Linked DNA regions of Mus musculus: all the other regions are linked to region 3. The links are chromatin contacts, called in public HiChIP or PLAC-seq and promoter capture Hi-C maps. All regions are on one chromosome and are shown on one strand. Each heading gives the region's core, a stretch centred on a gene start, on an enhancer-like site or on the middle of the called end of the contact. The rest is flanking DNA. Distances are from core to core; before and after follow the strand shown. Region 1 holds the start of Elovl4 (elongation of very long chain fatty acids (FEN1/Elo2, SUR4/Elo3, yeast)-like 4). Region 2 overlaps Sh3bgrl2 (SH3 domain binding glutamic acid-rich protein like 2). Region 3 holds the start of Irak1bp1 (interleukin-1 receptor-associated kinase 1 binding protein 1). Region 4 overlaps Mei4 (meiotic double-stranded break formation protein 4). Region 5 has its middle 29 kb from the start of Gm36120. Region 6 has its middle 52 kb from the start of Gm36120. Region 7 holds the start of Mei4 (meiotic double-stranded break formation protein 4).

The links. Promoter capture Hi-C pulls out the DNA fragments that hold promoters and counts their contacts. HiChIP or PLAC-seq counts read pairs in DNA pulled down with a chosen protein or histone mark.
Region 1: a contact with region 3 is called in a promoter capture Hi-C map of pre-B cells, with 4 times the contacts expected there. The contact joins the promoter of Elovl4 here to the promoter of Irak1bp1 in region 3. A contact is called at or near these places in 1 of 39 promoter capture datasets (pre-B cells) and 1 of 484 Hi-C or Micro-C datasets (rod photoreceptor).
Region 2: a contact with region 3 is called in a promoter capture Hi-C map of hippocampal neurons, with 2.6 times the contacts expected there. The contact joins the enhancer-like site here to the promoter of Irak1bp1 in region 3. A contact is called at or near these places in 9 of 39 promoter capture datasets (the 3T3-L1 cell line, the C10 cell line, frontonasal cranial neural crest and 5 more), 1 of 484 Hi-C or Micro-C datasets (cortical neurons) and 3 of 115 datasets of contacts at active chromatin or transcription factors (bone marrow-derived macrophages and stem cell-derived neural progenitor cells).
Region 4: a promoter capture Hi-C map of cranial neural crest shows a contact between it and region 3, with 6 times the contacts expected there. The contact joins the enhancer-like site here to the promoter of Irak1bp1 in region 3. A contact is called at or near these places in 9 of 39 promoter capture datasets (the 3T3-L1 cell line, 3T3-L1-derived adipocytes, the C10 cell line and 6 more), 1 of 484 Hi-C or Micro-C datasets (embryonic fibroblasts) and 1 of 115 datasets of contacts at active chromatin or transcription factors (stem cell-derived neural progenitor cells).
Region 5: an H3K27ac HiChIP or PLAC-seq map of large pre-B cells shows a contact between it and region 3, with 3 times the contacts expected there. The contact joins the enhancer-like site here to the promoter of Irak1bp1 in region 3. A contact is called at or near these places in 1 of 39 promoter capture datasets (pre-B cells) and 2 of 115 datasets of contacts at active chromatin or transcription factors (astrocytes and large pre-B cells).
Region 6: a promoter capture Hi-C map of maxillary cranial neural crest shows a contact between it and region 3, with 4 times the contacts expected there. The contact joins the enhancer-like site here to the promoter of Irak1bp1 in region 3. A contact is called at or near these places in 3 of 39 promoter capture datasets (cranial neural crest, liver and maxillary cranial neural crest) and 1 of 115 datasets of contacts at active chromatin or transcription factors (bone marrow-derived macrophages).
Region 7: an H3K27ac HiChIP or PLAC-seq map of embryonic stem cells shows a contact between it and region 3, with 6 times the contacts expected there. The contact joins the promoter of Mei4 here to the promoter of Irak1bp1 in region 3. A contact is called at or near these places in 9 of 39 promoter capture datasets (the C10 cell line, cranial neural crest, embryonic stem cells and 5 more), 4 of 484 Hi-C or Micro-C datasets (Th2 cells, cortical neurons, embryonic stem cells and 1 more) and 5 of 115 datasets of contacts at active chromatin or transcription factors (astrocytes, embryonic stem cells, forebrain and 2 more).

The regions. Positions count from the first base shown.
Region 1 is chr9:83,803,910-83,807,658 of GRCm38.p6, forward strand. It overlaps Elovl4 (elongation of very long chain fatty acids (FEN1/Elo2, SUR4/Elo3, yeast)-like 4), which reads right to left and starts at 2,396. Exons shown (of 6, transcript NM_148941.2): 1 at 2,030-2,396. The coding sequence starts at 2,129.
Region 2 is chr9:83,594,939-83,598,293 of GRCm38.p6, forward strand. It overlaps Sh3bgrl2 (SH3 domain binding glutamic acid-rich protein like 2), which reads left to right. Exons shown (of 4, transcript NM_172507.5): 4 at 2,287-3,355. The coding sequence ends at 2,298. Among named protein-coding and RNA genes, the nearest start is that of Gm39384, 23 kb to the left of the region's middle. Within about 2 kb of position 1,328, at least 15 of the 459 cell types and tissues checked have an H3K27ac peak or open chromatin away from gene starts, as enhancers often do. A contact at or near this core is called in cortical neurons and hippocampal neurons, where this site is marked.
Region 3 is chr9:82,828,187-82,831,947 of GRCm38.p6, forward strand. It overlaps Irak1bp1 (interleukin-1 receptor-associated kinase 1 binding protein 1), which reads left to right and starts at 1,620. Exons shown (of 4, transcript NM_022986.4): 1 at 1,620-2,153. The coding sequence starts at 1,842.
Region 4 is chr9:82,016,932-82,020,722 of GRCm38.p6, forward strand. All of the region lies in intron 4 of Mei4 (meiotic double-stranded break formation protein 4), which reads left to right. Among named protein-coding and RNA genes, the nearest start is that of Mei4, 160 kb to the left of the region's middle. Within about 2 kb of position 1,465, at least 6 of the 459 cell types and tissues checked have an H3K27ac peak or open chromatin away from gene starts, as enhancers often do.
Region 5 is chr9:83,651,118-83,654,767 of GRCm38.p6, forward strand. No RefSeq gene overlaps it. Among named protein-coding and RNA genes, the nearest start is that of Gm36120, 29 kb to the right of the region's middle. Within about 2 kb of position 1,829, at least 4 of the 459 cell types and tissues checked have an H3K27ac peak or open chromatin away from gene starts, as enhancers often do.
Region 6 is chr9:83,627,356-83,630,957 of GRCm38.p6, forward strand. No RefSeq gene overlaps it. Among named protein-coding and RNA genes, the nearest start is that of Gm36120, 52 kb to the right of the region's middle. Within about 2 kb of position 2,191, at least 28 of the 459 cell types and tissues checked have an H3K27ac peak or open chromatin away from gene starts, as enhancers often do.
Region 7 is chr9:81,862,296-81,865,693 of GRCm38.p6, forward strand. Mei4 (meiotic double-stranded break formation protein 4) reads left to right here and starts at 1,375. Exons shown (of 5, transcript NM_175213.4): 1 at 1,375-1,622.

The DNA.
Region 1 (3,749 bases), core at 1,146-3,645, 980 kb after region 3:
CAAGGACAGGAGCTCCAGGTGTGTTCAAAACAAACAAACAAACAAACTTGAACAGTGCTCCCCCTTACACTGCAGCAAGGCCCAGACTCTAGCCCCTGAGCCTCTGGTGGATTAAGAAGCGGCACCTCTGCCTGCACACGGCAGCTCTGGGCAGAGGTAAGGAAGCAGTCTCAGGTTTCGTAAGTGGATAGTCTAGAACATGGATGAATACCTTCCCACTGACCTGCTAGTAAGAGGTCACCTGAGTGTCCCTGCATCTACTCATTTCTCAAGTTTGTCCCATCATTGTGTATTATTTTATGTGCCCCTAAAAAGTATAGGTGCAAGCTTTCACATGAGGGAACACACAAAACCCCCAACTCCATTCACTGTCTTTTTCAGAATCATTCAGAAGGAATGAACCACCACAGGAGGCTTACGTTCTAGCTTTGCTCTCAACTCTTTTTTTTTTTTTTTTTTTTTTTTCTGAGGCTCAGGAGAGGTGAGAACACTACTGAATGGGAAGGAGCCGAGAGAGAGAACGCCTAGGTGTGGCTCTGGATGCGAGGTAGCTGGAGAACCTCATCCGCATCGCCACCTGCCAGCCAGCTTGTCTGATGTTCGGCTCTGTGCAATTGTGTAAGGGGAAGCTCTGATGCAATGTTCCCACCAGTATCGCAGAGATGAAGGGAAGGGTGCTTCTTCCCCGGGTATTGCAGGTATCAGTGTGATAGCATTAAAGTAAAGCTCAAGAAAGAGTCGTTCCTGGACAACTGCCTTTAAACCACCGCCAGCTTCGCGGCTTGGGAACTACTGGCTCTCCTACGGTCAGATGTTTGATCTCCTGAGAAATATCGCGCGTTTTAAAACAAGTCATCGAAGCCTCCAGGTCGAAAAAGCGTTTGTCTCATACAGAAACAATTCCAGCAAGCATTTTGTTCACAGCACATACATCAAATGTCATTCTGTATCAAGCTATATATAACCCACTGTCTCGATTGCCCTAGCAACAGAACACAAAAAACTAAAGAAGAAACTTTTCACTTCTAAAGAAGACAGCCATCATAACCTATATTGCTAACATCCTCCGTTGCTAGAATACAGGGTCACACTGCAAACACACAACACAAATTTAAAGCCCCAAACTATTCCCTGGGATCCTTTAAACTTAACGTTTAAGGTCTCGGAAACTTTTTAAAGCAACAAAGCAAGTGAAGAAATGTTAAAACGTGAACATTTATGTTACAATTACTTCTGCTAGGAAAACTAAGTCACTCAATGACAGCCCTGCTCTGCAAACTCAACAGCTGAAGGGAAAGTTCGCTAATTTCAGTACACTGTACTTATGCTTATGCAGGCTTCTGAGCCATCCTCTAGGTGCTGCTGCGGAGACCCCCAGCCCAAAGCCTGCCTTCTTTCCCCTCCCCCTGACGGCACTGCACTGCGCAAAGCTCTCGCAGAGGGTAGCCTAACAGATTTGCTACTGGGAAACCACAAAAAAACTAACGTTCTTCAAGAAGCTAAATAATGTTATTTTACTTTTCAGTCGAAATTATACTACAAAGAGGTTAGCTAAATGGAAGAAGATAATGAGTGGTTTGTCAAAGTCTTCAAGGAAGCTGAAGTAGCGGAGAGACAGGTATAGTCGCAGCCCTCGTCCGCCTCCAGGCCTATCGCTCTATAAGGAGTACCAGTGCATAAGATAATAGGCGAGCTCGGGAAATGCGGGCGTCAGGGCAGGGTGGTTCCTTGGCTGCACTGGTAGCATCTGGTTAAGTCAGCTCCTGCATTCGCGGAGCTGAAGAGATGGGAGTGTTGAGGGGATGGGGGGTGGGGGGGAGTACGCCTTGAGAGTCTCATCTGATTAACCAGTGCACAACCGCGAGGTCCGCGGCGCCGCATCTGCGGGGACCCGAGCGCCCCCAACAGCCTCAAGGCGCTGGGTAGGGGGCGCAGGGCCTTGCCTAGCGCTGAAGCCGGGGACTGGCGTCTGAGCCGTGGGCAGCCCAAGGAACACCCAGAGGAGATGGGTGAGGCCCCTCGCCTGTACCTGCAATGGTCCAGGTCCAGCGATAGAACTCCACGGTGTCGTTGAATGCCGTGGACATCGCGTTCAGGACGCTGCCGGGCTCTGAGTCCAGCAGCCCCATCTTGGCGAGGAGAGGTACGAGCAGCGGCGAGAAGAGAGGCTCCGATGGACCGTGGGCGACTGCGGCGGGAACCCTGCTGGCAGCGGCGTCTCCTCCTCCTCCAGGCGCCGCGACTGGGGATGCAGGCGGAGAGCAGCGGCGAACAGCAGAGACAAGAAGCCGGAGGGCGGAGGAGGAGGAGGACCAGCCACGAGCGCCCAGCGCTGCTCCTCTCTGTCGCCGCGCGCTGCCGCAGCTCCAATCCCCTCGCCCGCATCACGTGGCCGCGCGGGGCGGGGCGGCGCCTCCTCTCGCCCCGGGCGCGGGGATGCTGCGGTCGCGAGTGGTGGCCGGCTTGCGCAGGCGCGCTAAGGCCAGCCCCGGGCCACCACCTGGGCCACAGGAACGCCGCAGGGGGACACCTCGTACCCAGTCCTCCTCCCCTGCCTTCCTGCCCACGGTTACCTCTGTTCTGCCGGATGCAACGTGGGAAACCGGACGGGAAAAAGTGGGAGTTTGTGGGCAAAGATGAAGTACGCGATGCATTTCTGGTTCTTGCCTATCATTCACCTCCATCACATGTGCTTTTGCTGTCTTCGCCTGTGGCACGTGCTTGTCACCCAGACAAGGAAATGCGGGTGGTTTCACTGTAAAGGAATGCCATTTGTCTTAAGCAGCGGCAAAGGAGAGTAGTCTGTGGTCACCCCGTAAATATTATTAGCATGTAGTTAAATCCTTGTGAGTATTGAAAACAGCGACACTGGCCGATCAAAGCAATATAATTGTACCAAATTAGGCTATTGGTAGTTCAGAGAGGATGGAGCCATAAGAATAGGCTAAAAGAGTCCACTTGCACCACATGAGATTCAGGTCAATCTGAAAGGGTGATGCTGAGGAGAAAAAGAGCAGTTGACTTGTGAGAAGAAAGCAGTCTCTATGAATAAATAGCAACAACAATAACTGCAGCAACAAAATCACACTATGCCATTTTTATAGTTTCTGACATAAAGCAAGATTTCAGTGAATGGTCCAATAACAAGTTCATATGCGTTTTATTCAGATGTGCCATCCACTTTTGTTTCGGCTTTTTTTCTCCACTTGACTGATTTAGAATGCTTATTTTAGAGGTCACTGAGTCAAATGCTCAACGTTGTTAACATGAGTACTACCTGAGCCCTAACTCTGTGCTATAAATAGCAAGTCATAAATATTTATGGTGACAAAATTATAACGCACATCACTTCAGAGCATAGTGGGAGTTGTTTAAGTAGAGAGAGCTTCGGCGAGGAAGGCTAATTAAAGGTAACTGATTTGCTATATAACTCAGACCCCCACAGCCTTCTTTACATGCTTTATTCTGAAATCAACCAAATGATATGATTTATTAATTTGTCAAATCTGCTTGCCAGAATGAAGTTTCTCAAATTAAAGAATTTCTTACACCTCAATTCCTAGTTACGAATCTAGTAACTACAAAGAATTCTAGTCAAATTTCATTTCCTTTGTTAATGTGAGTATGAGTTAGGTTTCCCTTTGCTTATGGTATTGGTTGCTACCTCTGTATTGTCTTGGAGTCTTGGATGTTTTTATGATGGAGAACAGATTCCTACCCTCACCTCACAAAATGTCACCGTCTTTGCT
Region 2 (3,355 bases), core at 78-2,577, 770 kb after region 3:
CACACAAAAATTTTAACTTCTTTAAATCAAAATATTAGTTTACTTTTAATTGATAGCCCTGTTCTCTGAAGAGGAATTTAAGGTAGCAAAATAGGTAGCTAGTTTTTATTTAAATTATAAATTCACATTGTGTTTTACCCCTGTGTCTGTACCTTTCACGTTTATGATTTGTTTGGTCACAGATGGGGAATCACATCTGTACTGATCATGAAAAGCTTTCTCCTGGCCTTATTTCTCTTTTGTTTTTTGTTGCTGTTTTATTTTTTCATTTTTTTGAGACAACAGTTTCTCTGTGTCATCCTGGGGCTGTCCTGCACTCTCTGAGACCAGGATAACCTGGAATTCACCAAGATCCACTGGCCTCTACCTTCTGAATGCTGGAATTAAAGGCACTCGCCACCAAGCCTGCTGTTGTTTCTTTTGAGACAGTGCCTTTCTGTGGCTGACTGTCTTAGAACTTATTATGTCTGTTGGGCTAGCCTTGAACTCCCAGCGATCCCCCTTGCCTTTGCCCAGGGCTGGGCTTTCCTCTCCTCATTTCTTAACACAGCATCACACCAGTTTGCATAGATGTCGTGATTGAAGCATCCCACTCACCTGGAGATGCTTTGAACCATGGTGGGGCACAGAAGTGCAGGGGCTGTGTGCTGGAGAGACTAGAGAATGCGGGGGTCCTGGCAAGGATGTGGGATGGATGCCCCACAAGGCCAAGGGGCAGCAGCTTTATGAAATGGCGGAAGCAGAGCCACATTTGAGAGGCATCTCAAATCAGACCTGAAAGAGGTGTCACACTTCCTAATCCAACCTGAGTATTTTTAAAGCCTCGTATCGCATCATACCTTTTGGAAAATGTGAAGAACCTGAGTCTGTTTTGTGCAAAGACTTAGGAATAATGAATATTTTCATAGCCATATAAAGCACAAGATTTACTTTAAAAATAAAAACCAAGTAAGTTAATAGTTTGGTTATTTCATTTAAAAAGACTGGTTTTGTGACTAGAAAAGTCAGTTAGGCTTATTTTTTTAAATTGTAAAGAAGTAAATATGTGTAAAATAGAATATTAAACTCACTAGCCAGAGCCAACCATATTGACACTTTTCCAGTGCGCCTTACAATCCTCATAGACATACACAGTAACTGAGGCTTGGCTATAGCTCAAGTGGAGGCTGAATTCTAAAGTATCTATTTTAATGCAGCCGAACCTGCAGTGCATTCTGGAAGCTTTGTCGAAGTAGCGGGTCCTTTGAGGCTGCCTAGGACAGGTACCATCTGAAGCCCCTGTGAGAGGAGACAGAGGCTTTCAGTAATAGTAGCCCCGCTGCAGCACCTGCAGCAGAGCCTCCACCATGAGAACACGCCTTGTTTTACATCAGCAAGCCCGCAGATGGCTTGTGGGTGGTTCCTATGCACATGGTTTTTAGCAGAGGCACACCCACACAGAAAGTATTTACAGGTTCTTAAGACTATTTTTATGCCAGTCAGACATTTGAATATTTGTTAGGAAAATTAGTATTTATATAAAATATTCCACCCAAATATATTAAACAATCCAGATTTATCTTCAGAGAATTGGGGGATGGGGCAGTGTGTGTGGTGGGGAAAGCCTGGGGCAAGGATTACCTTCCAGAGGCAGAAGCCAGTAGGCTGTGTCAAAACCTCATAGAAGATACTGAGTACACACCATCTCTGGTCTCATTTTCTCCAAAGGCACAGATTCTTTAAAGATTCAGCAGCTGGTATGGAGACTTTTGCTCCCAGGTCACTAAGACAAGGGGTGATTTTCAGAATCCATAACTGCTGATTGCACTGCACACCCTTTGGCTATATTGGAGCAAATTGCAGTGGCTTCTTGGTGACACTTGTTTAATTGGGTCATGGGGACAGACAGAGTGGCACTTGGACAACAGGGGTGGTGATGCGTTATGAATGATGTGGCCATTCTGATGATGTCATTCATCCAGGGCCACCCTTAAGCAGTACCTCTTCATGCTCCTGGGAGGTCACAGCCACCTGTTGTGAGCTAATAGCACAGCAGTGTTCAAAGAAGGAGACTTGGTGGCTGCAGAGAGATGGAGCTTTTCTTTGCTTGTTTGCAGGTTGGGTGGGTAGGACTGAAGTCGAGGCTCTGGCTTAAAAGCCGAGACTTCGCCCTCTCAGTAACAGGGTGAGTCATTATAACCTCCCTCATATCTGTTCCTGACATTTCAAAAACAAAACACTGCGAAAGGCAAGCGTTCTTGTCGATGCAGTGTAATGACCGTGCCTTTCCCCTCTTGTGTTTAATAGGCGGAACCTTAGAGGTAAAAAGTAGAAGGTGATGGAGTTGCGTTTGGAGCACCCCCTGGTACTCAGCACTCGCCTGCTTACCTGATGCATCACTGTGACAAAGCCACACACACAATCAGTAACTTCGTCTGACCTGGAGAAGGTGTCTTTGGAGGACATGGGAATAATGGGGACTGCATGATTGCTCTGAGCCAATCAGTTCTGTGGTGGTGGATCCTCTTATTTTCTGATTCGTCTGCAGTTGCCTCACTCACCTGAAAGTACTCTCCCCGTGATAGGTCAACTTCCTTAATGACTGACAGGTAATTGGGCGACACCATCAGGGAGAAAACGTTGAACCTGCCCTATGTTTTATTAGAAACTGGCCTTGCAGAAACCCATTCCTCTCTAAGCTGCCTGCGTCCCATCCTTGAAACCATTTTGCCAGGATGGTAACGTCAATTGAATCCAAAAGAAGAAAGCAGTGCCGACTGACATTGACTCTGAGGGTTCTTGTTGGAGAGTCACAAATGTCACTGCTCTGGTACTTTGTAATAACGCCTGCTGGAAGAGCTGGATGCTCTCAGCTCCGTTCTGTGATGGAAACCCTCACCCCTATAAATTCTCCAGGCTTCTCCAGGTGCTTCCAAAACCTCCATTGCAATATCAAATGATCACAGCCAAGTTACAGGGCAGAAAAGAGTTGCTGTTTTTGGAAAATGTCTCTTTTATCTCTTGCAAGGGGGAAGTTTCACTGTATGCATAAGACTACTTGAGAGATATATTTTAAGAAGTGCACCGGTTACATATAGTAAGTTAATAGAGTTTGCTCTGTCAGTATGCAAAGGCGTTTTCAGCTCTTGTAGTTTGCTTACACACACATGCACATATATTTTTAAATGCAGCTCCCCAAAGTAACAGCTGCTTGTTCTATTTTGTGAAGGGATTATATTTTTGGAGGAAGAAAATGCTTGGTTAGATATATTTTGTGAACCGTTGGCGCCAGCCCTGCGAGGACATTTGCATAGCACACACAGGTTCTGCATTCAGCTCCAGCATACTGGGAAGGAAAAAGAGACACCACGATGGC
Region 3 (3,761 bases), core at 370-2,869:
TCAATACAGAAGCCAATTATACTACTTACTCATTTTTCCACTATTTTGAAAATTTTATAGTACCCGAAATACACTTAAAGCTTCTATTATTTGTTTGTTCCTATGACATCTTTTATTCAGCAATTCATTTTTGAAACTATATATCCTACTAGAGTAAAACATTTCTCGCCAACAGGAAGGTGTCTGGAGCTGGATGGCTAGCTAGCCTATCTTGGATGCCAGTGACAGTAGATCCTGTCTCCCAAAACGGACTTAGCAGAGTGAGACAACTCGGCTGACAAAGGTACTTGATCCCAAGCCTGGGGGCCTCAGTTCAATCCCTGCGGTCCACCAAAAAGAACAAAGAAATTCCTCCAATTTTAAAAGGTATTTTCATTGCCTAGAGTTGTAAAATATGCATATATGCCTGTATGCATATATGGTTATATGGTGGAAAGTTCTTAAATTATAATTATATATATATATATATATATATATATATATATATATATATACACACATATATACATATATATAATTCTTATCTGACAATAAGTTTCAAACTAAACAATTATGTTGACCTAATGATGGACCAAACAAAGAGATTACCACTTGATCTAGCTAAATTATTGAATTAAAATACTGGTTTTTTAAAAATTTGAGGAAAAATCACAAAGACTATAGACTTTTTCAAGTTCCTATAAAAAACTACTTCCTACATCCCTGCCCCCAAGGTTTTCTCCTCCCATTCTGTTAATAAAATTCTAACAGGAATCAGACGAGCTGTCATCACCAAGACATTAAGAAAATGACTATAGGCCAGGTGTGGTTTGAACCCCAGCACTCTAGAGCAGAGGGAGAAGCGGGGAAGGGGAAAGAGGAAAGAAAAGAGAGACAGTAGGGTGTGCTGAGGAAAATTACTATAATAGGAGGGCTTGGAGAGGGCACGTACAGCTTTTCATTATAATGGCTGTCAAGAAATGGGTCGAAACCTTGCATTTCTGCAAGCTCGAGGTCAGTCTGGTCAACAAGGTAAATTCCAGGCCAGTCGGGGTTACATACTGAGACCCTGTCTCCAAAAGGGGAAGAGGAAGCTATAACAGACAAGTACATGACATGCCTGTCATTGCTCACGCTGATGTCCAGGCTCAAGACCAGAATTACTCCAAGACATTTAGAATTTGACACTGACACTCTTTCTAAAGATTGTAGCTATGACGAACAACATCCCACCCACCCCCACCCACCCCCCCGTTTTCTCTGTCTTTCCACATGCCAACACTCTACATTCAGCGGGCCTCTAATAAACAAACAGCAGTTGTGGGGGAAAAAAATCAACAGTGTCCTGGAAAAAAACGCACTCGAGGATCCCCATAGTGTCCAAACTCTCACGAGCAAAACGTAGTTTATTTGAAGAGAAACTCCTCACGAACCAAACAAGTACTTGCACTTGCGGGTAAGACCACCGGAGTCTCACAAAGAAGGAGGCCGCCCCGGCACCGTGAAATTCGGGAAGAAAGGGCTACCGGGATCACACACGTTGGAAACGCAGAGCCTTCATCCCCATGCGGACTGAGGGATGGAGGCGGCCCAGGGGGAGGGGAGAAGAACGACTGGTCACGTGGAAGGCCCGTGATCACTGACCGCGAGGGCAGGACAGACAGCTCCGGTTCTTGCAGGCCATGAGGAGGTAACTATTTAAAATGTGTGCAGGCCTCCTTCCCTGGGGGAAAACCCGGTCTCCACGCTGCAGCGGCGCCTCCATCCCGGCATCCTCCGCGCGGACTAGCAAGCGCGCGGCAGCTAAACGTCACTCCCCGCCATCAACCTGGCGTTGCTATGGCAACACAGCTGCCCCAGCTATGTCGCTGCAACCCGCCCCTGCATCGCGGGTGTTCATGGAACTGGTTCCCTGGGCTGACCGGGGCCGGGAAAACCATCCGATCTCGGCCGCGGAGGCGCAGCCGATCGGCCGCCGACCCCACGTCGCGGAGGCCCACCCCGGAGCCCGTGAGGTCCACGTGAGCGGCGCGGCCGAGGTGTCCGCCAGCCCCGACCGAGCGCTGGTGACCGTGCGAGTGAGCAGCACCAAGGAGGTGTCGGCCGAGGCCAAGAAGAGTGTGTGTCGCCGCCTGGACTACATCACGCAGAGCCTCCAGCAGCAGGGGTTTCAGGTGAGACTTCCGAGACGGGGTGCAGAGCGGGTGACTCTGTACCTTTGGGGATGCTTTGTTACCGCAGGATCCATTCTAGGGCGCAATGGATGTTTGACCTTTCCTTCTAGAATCTAGATGAAAGCCGTTATGGGCCGCAGCGAACTTGAAATCAGGAATGCAGGTTGGGTAGGGTTTTTGTTTGTTTGTTTTTGTTTTTGTTTTGAGACAGGGTTTCTCTGTATAGCCCTGGCTGCCCTGGACTCACTTTGTAGACCAGGCTGGCCTCGAACTCAGAAATCCGCCTGCCTCTGCCTCCCCAGTGCTGGGATTAAAGGCGTGCGCCACCACGCCCGTGGTTGGGTAGGTTTTTATCTGGTGATGTTTGCTACAGTGGTTTTGTTATTAAGATTAGAGTGATGAAATGTTTTTTTGAAAAATTACATGTAAATGTTTGCATAAGTAGAATGTTGAACCTTCTCCTCCCCCCTCCCCCCACCCCCCCTCCCCATACACACACTTTGGTAGTTTTTATTCTGCATGTTGAAATAGGTCGGTGAGGAGCCTGAACTGCTTCCATCCAATCAAAGGTTTGTGTGGAGTGGCTCTTCAATGTACTTATTAGCATCTATTTATGGTTTATAATGATCGCCTACCCCAAATTTTCCACCTTTTTAGTTTTAACTTTTTTAAGTCAATGTATGTAGGTGTCATAGGTGAAATATTTCTACTTTCTAGACATGTCTGTGGAACAAATCACTAAATAGGTCGCACCTTAAGCCTCCCTCCTTTTAACGAATGGGGCAAAAATGTCCACACAGCGACTCTTAGGCGTGTTTTAATATCACCACTTTCCAAATTTACGGCAATAAAATAATGCTCTGAGTTTAAAAGAAAAATATTTGAAATCCTGTTCCTGGAACCACAATCGAGATTGCTTCCAACTTTGCCATATTTCAGATAATTAATATGAAAGAAAATTAGAAGCTACAGACAGCCATCTCAATGTTAGCATTGTACAAAACAAGACCCCAGCTGCAGGAACCCTGGTTTTCAGGGGTGACTCTGATTTGGTGAAAGTGCAACCTAGTATTGCTTCTGTCCTAGAAATGTCAGACCTTTGAAAAACTGGTCTTTATTTTTAAAAAGAAAATGTATTTGTGTTGCATTTAAAACCAGAATAATTGAAATGATGGGGTGGGGTTCCCAGCTTATGTTACAGTTTAAAAAATTTAAATGTAAATTGTAAACGAATTTTAAAAATAGGTTTAAAATGTAGAAAACTATCTCCTAAGCAACCTGCTGCAGTCAGTCCTGTTTAAATAATGTAATGAGTTTTTTATGTCATTGACACAGAACATAATCGAACCCATGTATCTAACTTGTAACTTGTAAAACACAATAAATACAACAGTTACATTCCAAGTCTCCAGTGTTCGAGGCAAGGCACACAAGGACTCTAGTCTTCCAGGTTATTTTTGCTCATGGAGGAAAGCGCTCATATAGATAGCTTGTTCAACAGTATAAAAATCATGTTAGTACTTCTAACGGTAAGTTATGGACTTCACAAAGCTCTTATGTGATTCAAACGTTGGAATACTGGGTTGTCAATCCGCACTTCCCTGCTTG
Region 4 (3,791 bases), core at 215-2,714, 810 kb before region 3:
CCTTATGAGACTTGCATGCTGGTAAGATAACAATTGGTCTCAAACTGCACGTCTCAGTTGTGGGGTGAGGGACTCCACTTTCTATCCTCCACACTGGTTGGTGTTTGCTCCCTTGAGTACCTGGAGCATGCTCAGAACAGAGACTGTTAGCACTACATAAGAGGCCATCCCACACAAGCGGTTCTGGATATGAAGCTGGGCTTTAGAATGAGAAAGACATCACTATTGAGGAAAACCAGAAAAGCCACTGAAGCCGAGGAAGCAAAGCGCTCTCTGAAGGCGGGATCCCTCCATTGTACCACCTAACACAACTGGAGAGAGAGATTGTTTCCACAGCTGCTCACTTATTGCTCATGCTGCTTGAGAGTAAGCCCTGGGTGGGGAAAAAAGTGTCTGTCCGTCGTATTGCTTTCATCTGAAAGAAATAAAAATCATTTATGTGACTTTTGTATTGGTACTATGTCACAGGAAACTGTGCACAGTATTAATTATACAATTTGGCAGAGAATGAAGGAAAATGTGTTGGTTTTCCACTGACTTGTGTAAGTATGTTTGTCATTTTCCTGCTTACCCTGCAAGTGCCTGCACAGAGCTTAGCAGCACATTTTGGACCTCTTGACCGACACTAGTTATGAAGGAAGACACCATGCATCCTCCACACAACACCCCAGAAACAGGCATCCTGGGAAAGAACGGGAAAGTCTCCTCACCACACTGGGAAGCGTGGTCCACGTCCTCATAGTAGTTTAAAGCAAAACAATGTCAGAAAACTGGCCAAGAGGTTTGCTCTAGAATGCACTCACTTTATTTGTGGTTCATCAGTTCTGAAGGAAAAAAAATCTACTAGGTTTCCTATGTACAAATTTAGACAGATTGTATAAGGATTTTAATTAAGATTAAAACTGCAGTCACCGTAATGTTGTATTTCTTTGGAGTAGGTATGTTTTGTGGTATCAAATAAATGAGATTTTTTAAAAGCACTGTAATGTAAAGGTTTTTTTTCCCCGATGGTTGATCTATCTTTTAAATCTCATGTTAACCGTGTTTGTCATTTACTGACCTTAGTAGTGTGTCTTGCAGGATACCAATACCCCGTGGGTAAACACAAAATCATTCTATGTTCAAAATGTCTTAAACTAATTTGCTGAAAGCAAGGTTTCAGGTTAACCGTGTGTCTTCCAGGGGAGACTTTCATTTCTTACTGTTTTCTGCTTTACCCAGACAGAGCTCTTTTTCACAAAGAACCTCCCAGGTCAGCTGCTTATTGAAACTTACTCAGGGTAAAATGCACTTTTAAAAATTATATAAAATTGTTGCAAAAGAAAGTAGAACTTTTCTTTCAGATGACTTCTAAAGTTGGACTCATTTGGTAGCTTAAAGAACGGCTTGGATCAAAATTGTGAAAGCTATGAATTCAGTCTCATAGCTCCTGGCGTTTTCACAGATGATGGCCTTGGGGTTTGAATGTGCACAGCAGGTTTGACTGCCCCTGGCCATGAGTGCCTGCCTTTCCCAGCCCACCCCTCCTTATCTGCCTCCTCTGCCCCTCCCTGACTCTCCCTGCCTCCTCTGCCCCTCCCTGACTCTCCCTGCCTCCTCTGCCCCTCCCTGACTCTCCCTGCCTCCTCTGCCCCTCCCTGACTCTCCCTGCCTCCTCCTGCCCCTCCCTGACTCTCCCTGCCTCCTCCTGCCCCTCCCTGACTCTCCCTGCCTCCTCCTGCCCCTCTTTGCCTCCCCCTGCCTCTCCCTGCCCCTCTCTGTTTCTGTTACTTGCACTTGACTGTTTTTTGCAATGACTATACCAACTTCTGTGCTTGGAAGATTTTGAGGTAAATGAAATGAAAACTTTTCAAACAGAAAGAGGTCACCTAATTAAATAGCACATGTTGAGGCCATTAAAATCAGAAATGTGAGTGGGAAAGTTTGTGAAATTTTATAACCTGGAACTTCATTAGGTTATTTGCATACTTTTGAAAATTTAACCCAACTTCAAGACACATGGGTGTGATAAAATTCAATTCAATTCAGTTTAGTGCTGATGGCAACCACCTGGTATCAACACATGTGCCAGAGGTCAAAAGCAATGCCTAGAAAGACTATTTTCATTCCAGAAGCCAGTCTGTACTTTTAGGGGTCTCAGGGGGCCCTGCATTTCTGATAAAAGAGAAGTAAATGTGAAGGAGTTCCTACAGGTTCCCTTCAGCACAGCCAGTTGCTACAGGGGCCTAGAACCAAATAAAGTATGGCGTGTTTGTTTTTATTTTGGGGTGTGTGTGTGTGTGTGTGTGTGTGCGTGTGTGTGTGTGTGTATTGCTTGTTGGCTTCATTTTTATTGTAAAGAACTTCTATCAGGATCAGCCACCTTAAGAGATGTATAATGTGACTTCTGGGAGGGATCAGCTCAGCTTTTACTTAGCTTTTCTCTGTAGTTACAGACTCTCACCAATCAGGAAGTTCCAGCAAGCCCAGCTATCTAGAGATTTTTTTTTTTAATTGGGTAATGATTGATTAACTCATCAGCTAACTGATTGAACTCAGTCTCTATCATGTACACATTTCCTAGAATCACTATCTGTTTTTTTTAATTGTGTGCTGTTAAATTCATGTCTATGGAAGCACATCCAACCATGCGAACATGCATTCTCATTCTAAAACCACATAAAAATGTGCATGTTTGCTTTACAAGGTTTCCTGCCTTCTTCTCTGCTGTCACTTCTCATATGGTTGAGAGTAGGTAGAGGCACAGAGACCACCTATGCAGGGAGCCACAGGACACAGAGAGGCTACATCTTGCTTAGCAGCATTCTGTTATCTCAGACACCTTCACAAGACAGTACCTTTGCCCTGTGTGTTCCCATACAGCCCTAGTCCATACAGTTTTCAGACCTATATCTGTCATTCTCTCCCTTTGAGCACATTTGTACAAATTGCCTTCTTGAATAATGGGCCGCTCATTTTGTTATTACCATATGAATTTAGCCTCTAAAAACAGATTTAAGAGTTGATACAATTCATTAATACAAACATCACTTTAAAGTACATCTCATAACGAAAAAAACAGACTTTAATGTTTTCTATTGTGTATATTCCTTTGATGAATGCTTTCATGTAAATACAACTTTGCATACATGTTGAGCTCTTTCCCACAGAAACAAGGTAAAGTACTAAAATATCAAACACCCGTTTCAATAATACAGAAATTTTCGCCTAAGGTAGTTCACAGATCAAACAAAATTCTCTAGAAGAAATCTCCAGGATCCCACATTTTAGACAGGCAAACATACTGCTATAGGTAAGAAGTGCAATGAGTTTGTACCCACTGTGCCTGCCCTCTGTAGTCTCCTCCACCAGGGCTCTTCATTAAAGAATGATGCCAGAGTCTATACCAGCATTGCACCACAGCTCACACCTCAGTAGAAAATCTTACATAATTACCTACTCTTTCTTCTGACCAGAGCTTTGTATACCCTCAACATAGGCCTAAAATCTGAGGTGGGGGAGAGGGTGAGGCTGGGGTGCAACCTCTGAAAGAGGCACAGTGTAAGTAAGTCAGTGTGTGCTTGACTACACAGGATCTAACCACAGCCATTTGGTCTTGTAGATGGATAGATCCACCTAGGCTGCTCTGAGCTTAGCGTGGCTTCGAGTGTGGTCCTGTGCTATCTTCGCCAGGCCCTGGTTCTGCCTAGAATTATGGCGGTTCCTTCATTGCTTCTTTGGTGCCTCAGAAGCTGCCAGCCCCCTGAGAAAATGGCTCAGGGTGTTAACTTCTTTCTTTGTCTGAAATCTAC
Region 5 (3,650 bases), core at 579-3,078, 820 kb after region 3:
TCTGTCCGGCCCCTCCCCCCCTCTTCTTTGTGTACATTTGTCGTTGTTTTCCACTTTTGAGACAGTCTTGCTATATAGCAGGGATAGGTCTTGAACTCTTGGTCCTCTCGCTTCCGTCTCTGAGTGCTGGGACTTTCAGTGTATACGGCCATGATCAGAAATTCCTGCTCTGGGGTTTCCTACTGTCCCCGTTTCCCTTTCTCCTCGCCTCAGGTCCTCCGCACACTTTCCCTGGGCTAGGGTGCTACTCTCTGGCTTCCGCCCAGTATTCTCTTCTTCCCCTTCCTCTCCCCACACACCCGAGTTTCCTTCCTAGAGCCATCTCTGACTAGGCATCTGCTCTTTTAAACCCTCTTCTCTGTTTCTTTTTCCTTTTTAAAAAATTATTATTAAAATAAAGAATTTAAATTTTGTTAAGGAAAAGTTTACATTTCTTTTTTCTTTTTAAAGGTATATATATATATATATATATATATATTAATTTTAAACTCCAGATTTTATTCCCCTCCTGGTCTGCCCTCCAAATGCTCCACATCCCATATGTCCTCCCCACACCCCTGTCTCCATGATTATGTCCCCACCCCCACCCCACCAGACCTCTAAAAATTCTCTGGGGCCCCCAGTCTCTTGAGGATTATTAGGTGCATCTTCTCTGACTAAACCCAGACCAATCAGTTCTCAGCTGTATATGTGTTGGGGACCTCATATCAGCTGGTGTATGCTGCCTGGTTGGTGGTCCAGTTATCTATCTGAGAGATCTCGGGGGTCCAGGTTAATTGAGACTGCTGATCCTCCTACAGGGTCGCCCTCCTGTTTCTTTCTTTCTATCTTTCTGTCTTGGTTTTTCGAGACAGGGTTTCTCTGTGTAGCTCTGGCTGTCCTGGAACTCACTCTGTAGACCAGGCTGGTCTCGAACTCAGAAATCCGCCTGCTTCTGCCTCCCAAGTGCTGGAATTAAAGGCGTTCGCCACCACCGCCTGGCTTCCGCCCTCCTGTTTCTTAATCAACTTGACAGAGGAAGCTGCCTCAGACTTGCCCTATGCCCACCTGACAGGCACCTTGGCTGCCCTACTTCCCATAACCACACAAGCTTCTGCTGTGGCAACCAAACTGAACCTCACCTGAGGTTCCCCTACTGCTCTGTCGGCCTGGGACGCCCTTCCCACCCACCCTAGCCGCTTGCTTCTTACACACCCAGCTCTCTTCGCCAGAGTCTGTCGGTGGTTTACTCTTTTTTTACACGTGCTTTGTAGCAAAGAAAGGAAGTCAGAAAACACGGGAAATTCCTAGGAAGTCTCCCACTATCTGGGAATATGCCTGAACTGGGGTATGCCAACTTCCCAGCTCCCCAGGAAAGCCAGAGTACATTACGAACCGTGAGATGAGTAGCCAGAAACTGAGGCAGGAGTGGGTTGCTGAGTGAGTTCGGGGTTCAAGTTTGGGAATATGAAAAGATGTGCGGGTGCACACGGAGCAATACGTTAAAACTATCGCGGTGAATTCTGCTACGTGTCGTGCCATAATGTCTACAAAGATCACCAGGTTGGGTTTTATTTTCGTTTTTTTTTTTTTTTTTTTTTGTTTGTTGTTTGTTTGCCTTTTGTTTTTGTTTTGTTTTGTAAACTGTTCAGTGTGGGAGGAAGGGAAAGAAACTGAAGATTCGAGAGAGGAGGAAGTAGAAATATGTGTCGTTTTGTCAGGATGGTGAGTATAAAGTGCCACGTTTTCTTTTATTGAAAGTAACAGGCATCCTCTACCTCCCTAGAGGTGCTCAAAATACCCTAGGCTGTAGCGTCTTTTAGAAGCCACTAGGTGGCGCTTATTCTGCGGTGGCTGCCGCCACGCCTACCTTGGGTAACCCTACAGAGAAGCAATACCTTCCTGTAAGGTAGCTTGGAGCCTGGGAAGTATAGGGCCCTAGCCTTAGCCATGGCTGTCGGTCTGGCTCCTACCCCTTCCCTAAAACCTCACCTTGGCTTGCTCTTCCCATAGTCTCTCTTTTCCTTGGTGTCCACCCCACAATGGCAGCTCTCTCTTTCTGTGCCTGGGCTCCCTAGCTTTTGCCCCTGGACCCAGCAGGGTCTTTGCTCTCCCCCTTTCCCCGGACCTTCTCTCTAGTCCCAGAGTGCAGGAAGGGCCTCTTCATTTCCTCTCTTCCAGGGCACCAGAGCCCACATGTCTGTCAGAAAACCAAGGCACCTTCCTTCCAGAGGACCTGGGGGCAGGGGATGGAAAGAAAGTACCAGGAGGTACATCCGAGGCAAAGAAGCATGAAGGAGGAGGAAAGAGAATTCAGGAGGTCCAGGGAAAATATCCCTCCATATTTTCATCACGAAGTAAAAACAGACATCAGATCTGAAAGCGAGGAAGAGAATATGAAAAGGGAGGCGAGAAAGAAGCCCACAGAGGGGAGGCCACCTGACCGAGCTGGTGCAATGAACCACGTGATATTGGAAACCCAGTGTTCACACATTAATGTATATAACAGATACTTAGTGTGCATCACTGCATTGAAAATAACAGGAAAAACCTATGTACTTTTGGGAAATAGTCTAGTTGATGAGAAAGACTAAAGATAAAGGATGAATGTGACTAGTAAGTGGGGTGGGGGTACATATAAAGTTCTTCAGAAATAGATCAAGGTAAAGAATTCAGTTGTGGCTGGGAGGGAGTGGTGACTCAAAGGCTGGGGAAGAGGGTGACTTCACATTTAAGTGTTTAGGAACATCAAACCTGAAGGAAGTGGTGGAGTTTATCCTGTTATGGAGTGGTAAGCAACTGGGTAGAAGGAACAGCCAGGGTATAGGTAAGCAGAAGAGGCTGGTGTGCTGCCTTAGTTCCCAGAATCTATGGTCACTAGAACCACAATAGGAGGGAGAGATGAAGAGGGAGGAGATATGGAAGTCTGGGTATCAGGGTAGCTCAGGGGAGATGGGGAAGGAGCCGATGTGATCCTCTGGTCCAAGAACACCATGAGTGTGGAAGGAACTGTGTGGGCCATGGGGTGGGGAGAGTTCTGACTAGGAGGAAAAGAGACTTAGCAGGCATTGGCAGAGGGCAAGTCATGGGGGTTGCCTACACTCTAGCGTAAGTACGACTAAGTATTGATAGTTCAATGAGACGATGCTGTGGCGTAGGGCATGACTGACTGTAGCCTTGAAAGGGCCAGCTGTATGCTGACACATGGAACCTGCAGGGAAACCTCAAACACAGCCATGCTCTTCTGAAAGGACCTAAAATCCCATGGAACCATTTGGGAGAGCACAGAATCCAAACAGTGCAGAAACCTGCCCCCACCCCCCACCCCCCACCCCTGGTTCCTGTGACTATTCGAGAAGCACACAGTGGAATCCAATGTTCTTCTAAAGGCTGCCAGGAATGAGTGCTTGCTGACAAATGTCACAGGACACACAGAACTGTGCCCACAGAATAATTCCCCAACACTGCGATTCTCTAAGCATGGGTGGGCTATGTCATTCCCCACGACTGTAAGGCCTGTCTGTGTGATTCTTGCTGAGATGCAGAGTGGGGCTCTAGAGAATGAAGGCAGGCCAGGAGCGGCAGGAAGAACGTAAGCAATCTGACGTGAGGGGCAGCAATCCCCAGCTCTTCCAGTGACTCATGCAAACACTTAAGGGAGGGTGGCCTGA
Region 6 (3,602 bases), core at 941-3,440, 800 kb after region 3:
AAAAGACAGGAGACTGAGGTCTTAAGACACTGTGTAGTGTATCTTCTTTCTCCAGATTGAATCATCTCCCCACTGGATGGAGAGGGGGGCTCCTTAACACTCAGGGAATAAACAGTCTTCCAAGGCCTAGGAAGTAAACACAGCTAGTCTCAGGAAACTCCTGAAACTCACAGGAGCCACAAGGCTCCTCATCAAGACTGTGCACACAGTAAGGTACTGACGAGAGGAGACTCCAGCAGCCTGAGCTGCCTATAGGTCATGCAAAACACTTCAGGGATGTAGCTTACGTGAATTCTCATCCAAATGGAGAGGCTTTTTTGTTCTATCGTTGCCTTTGATTAATCCAAACTCCTGGAAGTAACCTGTCTCCTGTAGTCCTGTTTGAAACTACAATAAACACACTGGTCAGCAAGCTAGACTGGGGTGGAATTGTTTCTTTGGTTTATCATCAATGTGTCTTCTGGAATAAGTAGACATTGCTCCTGCCCTCCTGGGAAAAGTCATAAAATAGACTACCTAACTACCCAGATGTTACATAGTTGGTATATAGCTAAGCTGAGCATATTTGGATCCCCAAATCTATGCATGATTTAGAGGTCCAGTTCCTGTTTTATTTATTTGTTTTTCTATTTACAAAAGTTTTCGATGATTTTTCAGAATCCTATTGATAGATTATTTTTCTGCTAGTGAAATGAGCCAGTTCATACCAGATTAGATTATACTAAAGGCAGATTTATTGGGAAGCTGCTTTCAGGTGAGTTTACTGGCCCCAAGGATTGAGGTCAGGGGAATCAACATGGGGAAGTAGGGGAGAAAGAGAAAGGTTGTTCACACAGAGAAGGAAGATAGAGACAGAGAGAGAGAGAGAGAGAGAGAGAGAGAGAGAGAGAGAGAGCGCACAAAATGTCTGGATTATATAGGAAAGAGCTTCAAGGGAAAGGGCAGCCCAGCCCCTGGACTGGAAAGTTCAAGTTTTGGGACAAGGTGTGCCAGGTAGGGACTGAGGGATGCTGGGAAAACCTGGAAGCCAGGTCTGCTTTGGTATGTAATATATGCATCTCACTTCCTTGTCCCAGGGTCTGAAATCAAATACCTGTATTAAAAGGGATTCTCTGCCTGGCAGTGTATGCCTAGCCATTTGAAAGGAAAAATTCCTAACCTTTGATTCTGCTTAATAACTTCCCACTGTGGTTAGTATAAAACTCTGCTTTCCCCTTTTTATATCAGTAAAGCTAGATTTCCTAAATCTAGCTTTAAAAGCACCAGATTATTTAATAAAGATTTTTGGAAATAAGTACATTGCTGAATTTGAACATTAAATAAAACACCTTTTAACGCTGCCCTTTGCATGCATACTTTTATGAAGAGACTAGATGGAATCATTTTCTTAAACTGCACCCCCAATACCCAAGATGCTAAACAAGTTCCAGAATAATTATCTCAGTGATAGCAACAGTACAGGTGTGCCCGAGAAATCTCCGCCCTCCGTGGAAGGTGGCCTGTCCCAGCAAGGCACCGAAAGCTTTTCACTGTAGCTCCAGGCTGCAATCTAATTGATAATGGAAAGGTGTGTTTTAGCCGAACAAGGCTACCCGAGCCCAGACCTGGCTTGTGTCCTTTATATTCTTTATGCATCCCAGCAGGAACTCTGTGAATATTTGCGAAAGTCAGGACACACAGATAACCACATGCTGGCATTTTCTACCCTCCAGGAGTCCCTCCCCCAACGCTCTTAAGTTCCTCTGTAATTCATGATGTGCTCAGCCCAGCTGTGAAAACAGCACACATACAATTTTTCTCTCCTTGAATACCTGCTTATATTTCTTCTCCCTTGCCTGCTTGCAAGACCAACAAAGAGACGGGATTCCCTCCACTCTGGCCTTGACAACCTAACGGAATGGCTGTTGTCTGCTGCTGCTTTCTCTCCGCTTGTCAAACCTCACTGTTCCTGGGTGAAGGGATCTCTGAAGCAGCCATTCTGTCATTTATGGCCTGGTTGTCTCTGCAGTGCTACCGAGAGTCCAAGTGTTTTCAATTGCAGTTGTCTGGAATTATATCTACGCAGTGAAATCACTGGGCATAGAGAAAGCCACTGCCTGCTGTTCCCGCCAGCCACAGATACCCTCCAGGCAATGCAACCTGCATGCTGCGATGCTTCAGTCACATGCACTCAGGTTTAATCAACTCCACCGGAGATGTGACTCACAGTAGATCTCTTTGTTTCACTTATCGACTATGAGTGCACATGGGAAGCTCGCTTAGCCCCCACTCCCCCTCATCAACTACTGTCATAAACATTGATTCTATGTGCCTGGGTCAGAAACAAAGAAATCAATATGTAATGTGGTGAATTGTATGTCCACACAGCTTTTCACTCTGATTCCTTGACAGATTTTAAGCATATTACATTGCATTAATTTTAAGGATTAAGTATGAGAGCTTATAGATTTAAATGCCAATAAAGGCAGGGACTGCATATGGAACTGACGACATTAAATTTTAAAGCAACAGAAGTTATTATGGGGCCCCGCATATGGAGGCAGTGCAATATTTTTTCATTATGAGTCACTAGCTCATTTGCAAGTTCATTTGTTGACTATTCCTTTGACATATGTTAATGTAGAATCTAGTATTTTGGGAAGAACTTGAAAGTAAAAAGTTAGGAACTGTCATTAAAAAGTGCTTTGAAGTTGTCAAATGTCACAAAATGTATCTGAAAGTACTTACTTTATTTGCAAAAAAAAAAAAAAAAAAAAAAAAAAAAAAAAAAATTGAGTGACCCAAGCTTTATCCCAAGAACAGTAGCTACACAGACAAGCAGAACGGATCTCCATTCTCCAGGGTTCACAGGAAAAGAAGAAGATAAAGACGTAGGAGAGAATTAGTACAGAAATAAATTATGGTTTGAATCCAAAGTCTCTGATGTAGTTTGCTTTCTGCTGCTGTGAGAAGCGGACTGAGCAAAAGCGACTTGGAGAGGAAAGGGTTTGTTTGGCTTACAGGGTTACAACCCATCATCCAGGGAAGGTGAGGTGGGAACCAAAACCACGGAGTAATGGTGCTTACAGGCTTGTTTCGATTGCCCCATGCTCAGCTTGCTTTCTTATATAACTCGGCCCAGGGGTTGCACCATTCGCAATGGCCTGGGCCCTTTCACATAAATTGGCAATCAGGAAAATGCTCCCCTTACCCCCCCTCCGACCCCCACATAAACACAGACAAGACACAGACCAATCTAATGGAGGCAATTTCTCAATTGAGGTTCCCTCTCCCTAAGTGTGTCAAGTTGACCACTAAGATTAGTCATCACATCCCTGCCGGCTCATGTGTTTGAACACTTGTTTCCAGGCAGTTTGGGGAGATTGTGGAGCTTTTAGGAGGTGAAGATGGTAGATCTGGGAGAAGTTGGGGGAGTAGGGATGAATTTGATTAAAAAAAATATTCTATGCAATTCTCAATTAGTAAAATAGTATTGTTTAAAAAAACTTTACAAAATAAAATCAAATACATTAACTTATAGGGCTGAGTTATAGGAAAAAGATGCCATCATAAGAGGTTATCTAGGGGCTGGTGAGATGGTTCAGCTGGTAAGGGCACTCACT
Region 7 (3,398 bases), core at 125-2,624, 970 kb before region 3:
TGTATTTGATTGATCACTTTGTGTTTCATTAGTCTTGAGTGAGTCAAAAACTTGTATAATTTTCTTAAAACGTTTCTTTTTCTGCTATGTATTCTAAAGCATCTTTAACCATCTGAAGATGTTCAAAGAAAACTATTGAGGTTGTTGAAATCATTAGGTCTTTACATTTAGGTGGTAAATAGTTAAAACTACCTCTGGGCTTTCGTTCAGGATTTCAGTGGCTGTGCTGTATTTGGTAATTGCTACCCATTTGTTTTAACTATTAGACTGAGTGCTCTGTCTTGTATGGAGTTGTAATCAGGTCTTGACCAGTAATCAAGGCTGTAACTGGCACGTAACAGCTCAATTTTCTCAATAAATGTATGAGGGGAATTGAAATAGAATATCATACTATTTATCAACGCAAACACAACTTTTCTACATCACTCCTACTTGACTGTTCATTATCTTGAAATGAACTTGGATGGTTTGATTTTACATTACTCAAAGAAGAGCAGTGAGCACAGTAGAGCACTCACAGTGTTCATCACCTTAGCAGTCACAATAACCCGAGTTTAGTTTGCATGAAAGCACCGTTGCAAGATTAACGAAAGCTATATTAAATTACATTATAGTTAAAATTATTGACTTTCTTAAACACATGGATAGAACAATGAAGCTTAACATTTCCAAGACATTTGCAATAACTGACTAGATGCAAGCACTTGCCTTAATAAAGGGTCATTTACGTAGGAGAATGAGCTGTGCAGACCCCCCAGATATAATATTTGGTAATTTATCCTATACAATTGTTGAAACCTTTAACTATTAGCAAATTAGCACATTGTTAGTAAAGTCTACATAAGTGACTTCCGAATGCTTAGAATCTCCTTTGCATTTTAATTTCTGAGAAATTTCAGTACGTGAGGCAAAAAATTACTTAAAATCCTAGATGAAGATATGACAGGTGGACAAATGAGAAACATAGCGCTTCCTCCCGCAGGAAGCAAAGATTTTAAAACCATCTTTGGAAACAAGCCAACAAATGAACCCAAAGAATCTGTTTTCCCGACTGTTCCCATGTAGGACAGGAGTTGGCACAACAGAAGCTTTCCTGAAACTTTTCCTTTTTTTCAAGCCCCGTGAGTCTCTCCTTAGAAACCAAATCAGCCTTTCAGGAGAGGAGCTGCAGGCAGTCCTAGACTATTTTGAACTATTTTGCAGAAGAAAGGAAGATGCAGGAAACACCTGCCTAGTCCAGCCAAACCGGCTAACCGCTCCTCGCCGAGCCCGCCCGAGCCCGCCGGAGCCCCTCCCAAGCCCCTCCGAGGAGAGTGGCGCAGAGGCTTCTGGGACTTGTGGTCTCCGCGGGCCTCCCTCTTGATTGGCACTGGAAGAAAGCCGGGAGGAGTGGCGCTCTGGGCTCTGGCGCCTACCTGCGGGCTGCGCTTGCATCAGCGTGCATGGCCGGGAATACTGGCCCCCGAGCTTCCCCCGCCGCCTGAGGGCGTCCTTCCTTCTCAGGAACCCCAGGCTTGTGTAGCATCTGCCTGCTCTCTGTACTCTCGGGCCCCGGGTCCCCTCAAGCAGCGCACGCTCTCAGGTGCTGTGGCTTGGGGTTCCTTGTCGCGCCCTTTGCGGAGGTAGGTCGCCTCACGCGTGGGGAGGGGCATTTCTTTACCTGATAAGTAGGTCGCGCCTGGAGCCTCAGAAACTTGGGCGGGCAAAGCGTGTGTTCTGTGGTGTGTTCTACACCTTAGAGTCTGTGCAAGCCTGCCTTCACTCTAGAGGTGGCTTCTGAGGTTTCCTGGAGGAAAGGGTGGTTTTGGGGGACCGTAGGCACTTGTTGATCTGATCTTTTATTGAGCAAGTACACACCCAGAGGAACTGCAGAAAGTGTTGGGGGTGTTAAAAGTGGGACGGGTGCGGTTTTCTTGGGATCTGACAAGCATGTGCTGGTACATGAGGTAGAGATAAAAATCATTCTTGGAAGAGCTAGGTTGTGGTGAGATATGCAACAGATCAGAGGAGCAGGGCCAGAAGTGGAGTCTCCATTACGGAGGAAGAAGCCAGTGAGGGTTTGGTGAATCTGGAATGTCCAAAGTAGCAGAAAGTCAATAATTTGAAGTGAATTAAATAAAGCCTTGAATAGCTTTATAGTCTGCAATTACATATTTAGAGGATTAAAGTCCCACCAGGAACCACAGAAAATACATTAGTATGTCGATATTCACAGAATATAAATATGAAATTCATAAGAATTTCATAACTTGGATTCTTCATCAACTGGAATTTATTATTTTTTTTTCTGTATCTTTTGGATTTTTGAGACAAGGTTTCACTTTGTAGGATGGCCTTGCCTCCTGCTCTCAAGACTAATGGCAATATGTATGCCTCAGACTTGCAAATGCTGGGATTAAAATGTGAACCACCAAGTCTGAATATATCAGGTTACTTCCAATTAGCAAACTTTTTATCAAATTCATTACATACATTCTGATCAATTTTGGCTTGTTTATATTACTTTTTCCTGCTTAGAATTATATGATTTTTGGTATATCTTGTGACTACAGTAATGACATTCACAAATTGACATCCACTATTTTACTTTCCATTGTTATAGCTTACAGCTTCTGTGAGGGCCTTAGGTTAAACACAATGTCTTTGTATATGTCAGTAAACCACAAAATTTACAATTCAGTCGTAAAATTTGGACATGAAGACCAGGAGCACAGATTTGTGACTGAGTATTTTTTTAAAATTTTTTTTTTCATGAAAGTAGCAATGTTTGGAATCAGATATTTGAAACCAATATTATGGAATTCTTGTTAAAAACATAGTATTAATTTATCCCATGGTTTATTATATCAAAGAAATTAGAAGTCTAGTGTATTCTAGGTTTCATGATATATGTGAATGGCAGGTATATGTTAAGTTCTGCTGTATGAAAATACTTGAAGCCAAAAGTCACAGCGCCAATTTAATAGGCATATTAACCCAAATCATTTGAAGCATTCGTGAGATAAACATACTTAATGATTGTATTGTGCATAATGTTTTGAAGGATTTGAGATTTAGAAAGCTAAAGGGTTATAAAGACAGAAGATGTTAATGTGCTGAAGAGAAAGTAGGTACGTTTTTAGACACTGGGATGTAATCAGGGCAGCATCACTAAGTGTTTTAAGAATAGGTTTAGAGTGTCAGCTACAGCAACGGGAAGAAATAGCATTGAGGATTTGTCAGTTTTGTCACTTGTAACAATGGCAAGAACACTCAGGTACTGTGGGAGTATTGAAAACTCCCCTTTAAAAAAATCTAATAATTTTAAAGATTTTGTAAATGTACATTTTATCTAAGCACACTTCACTTCATACCTCTTTACTGTTCCTTTTCATGTCCTGCCCCCTCTCACTAGTATG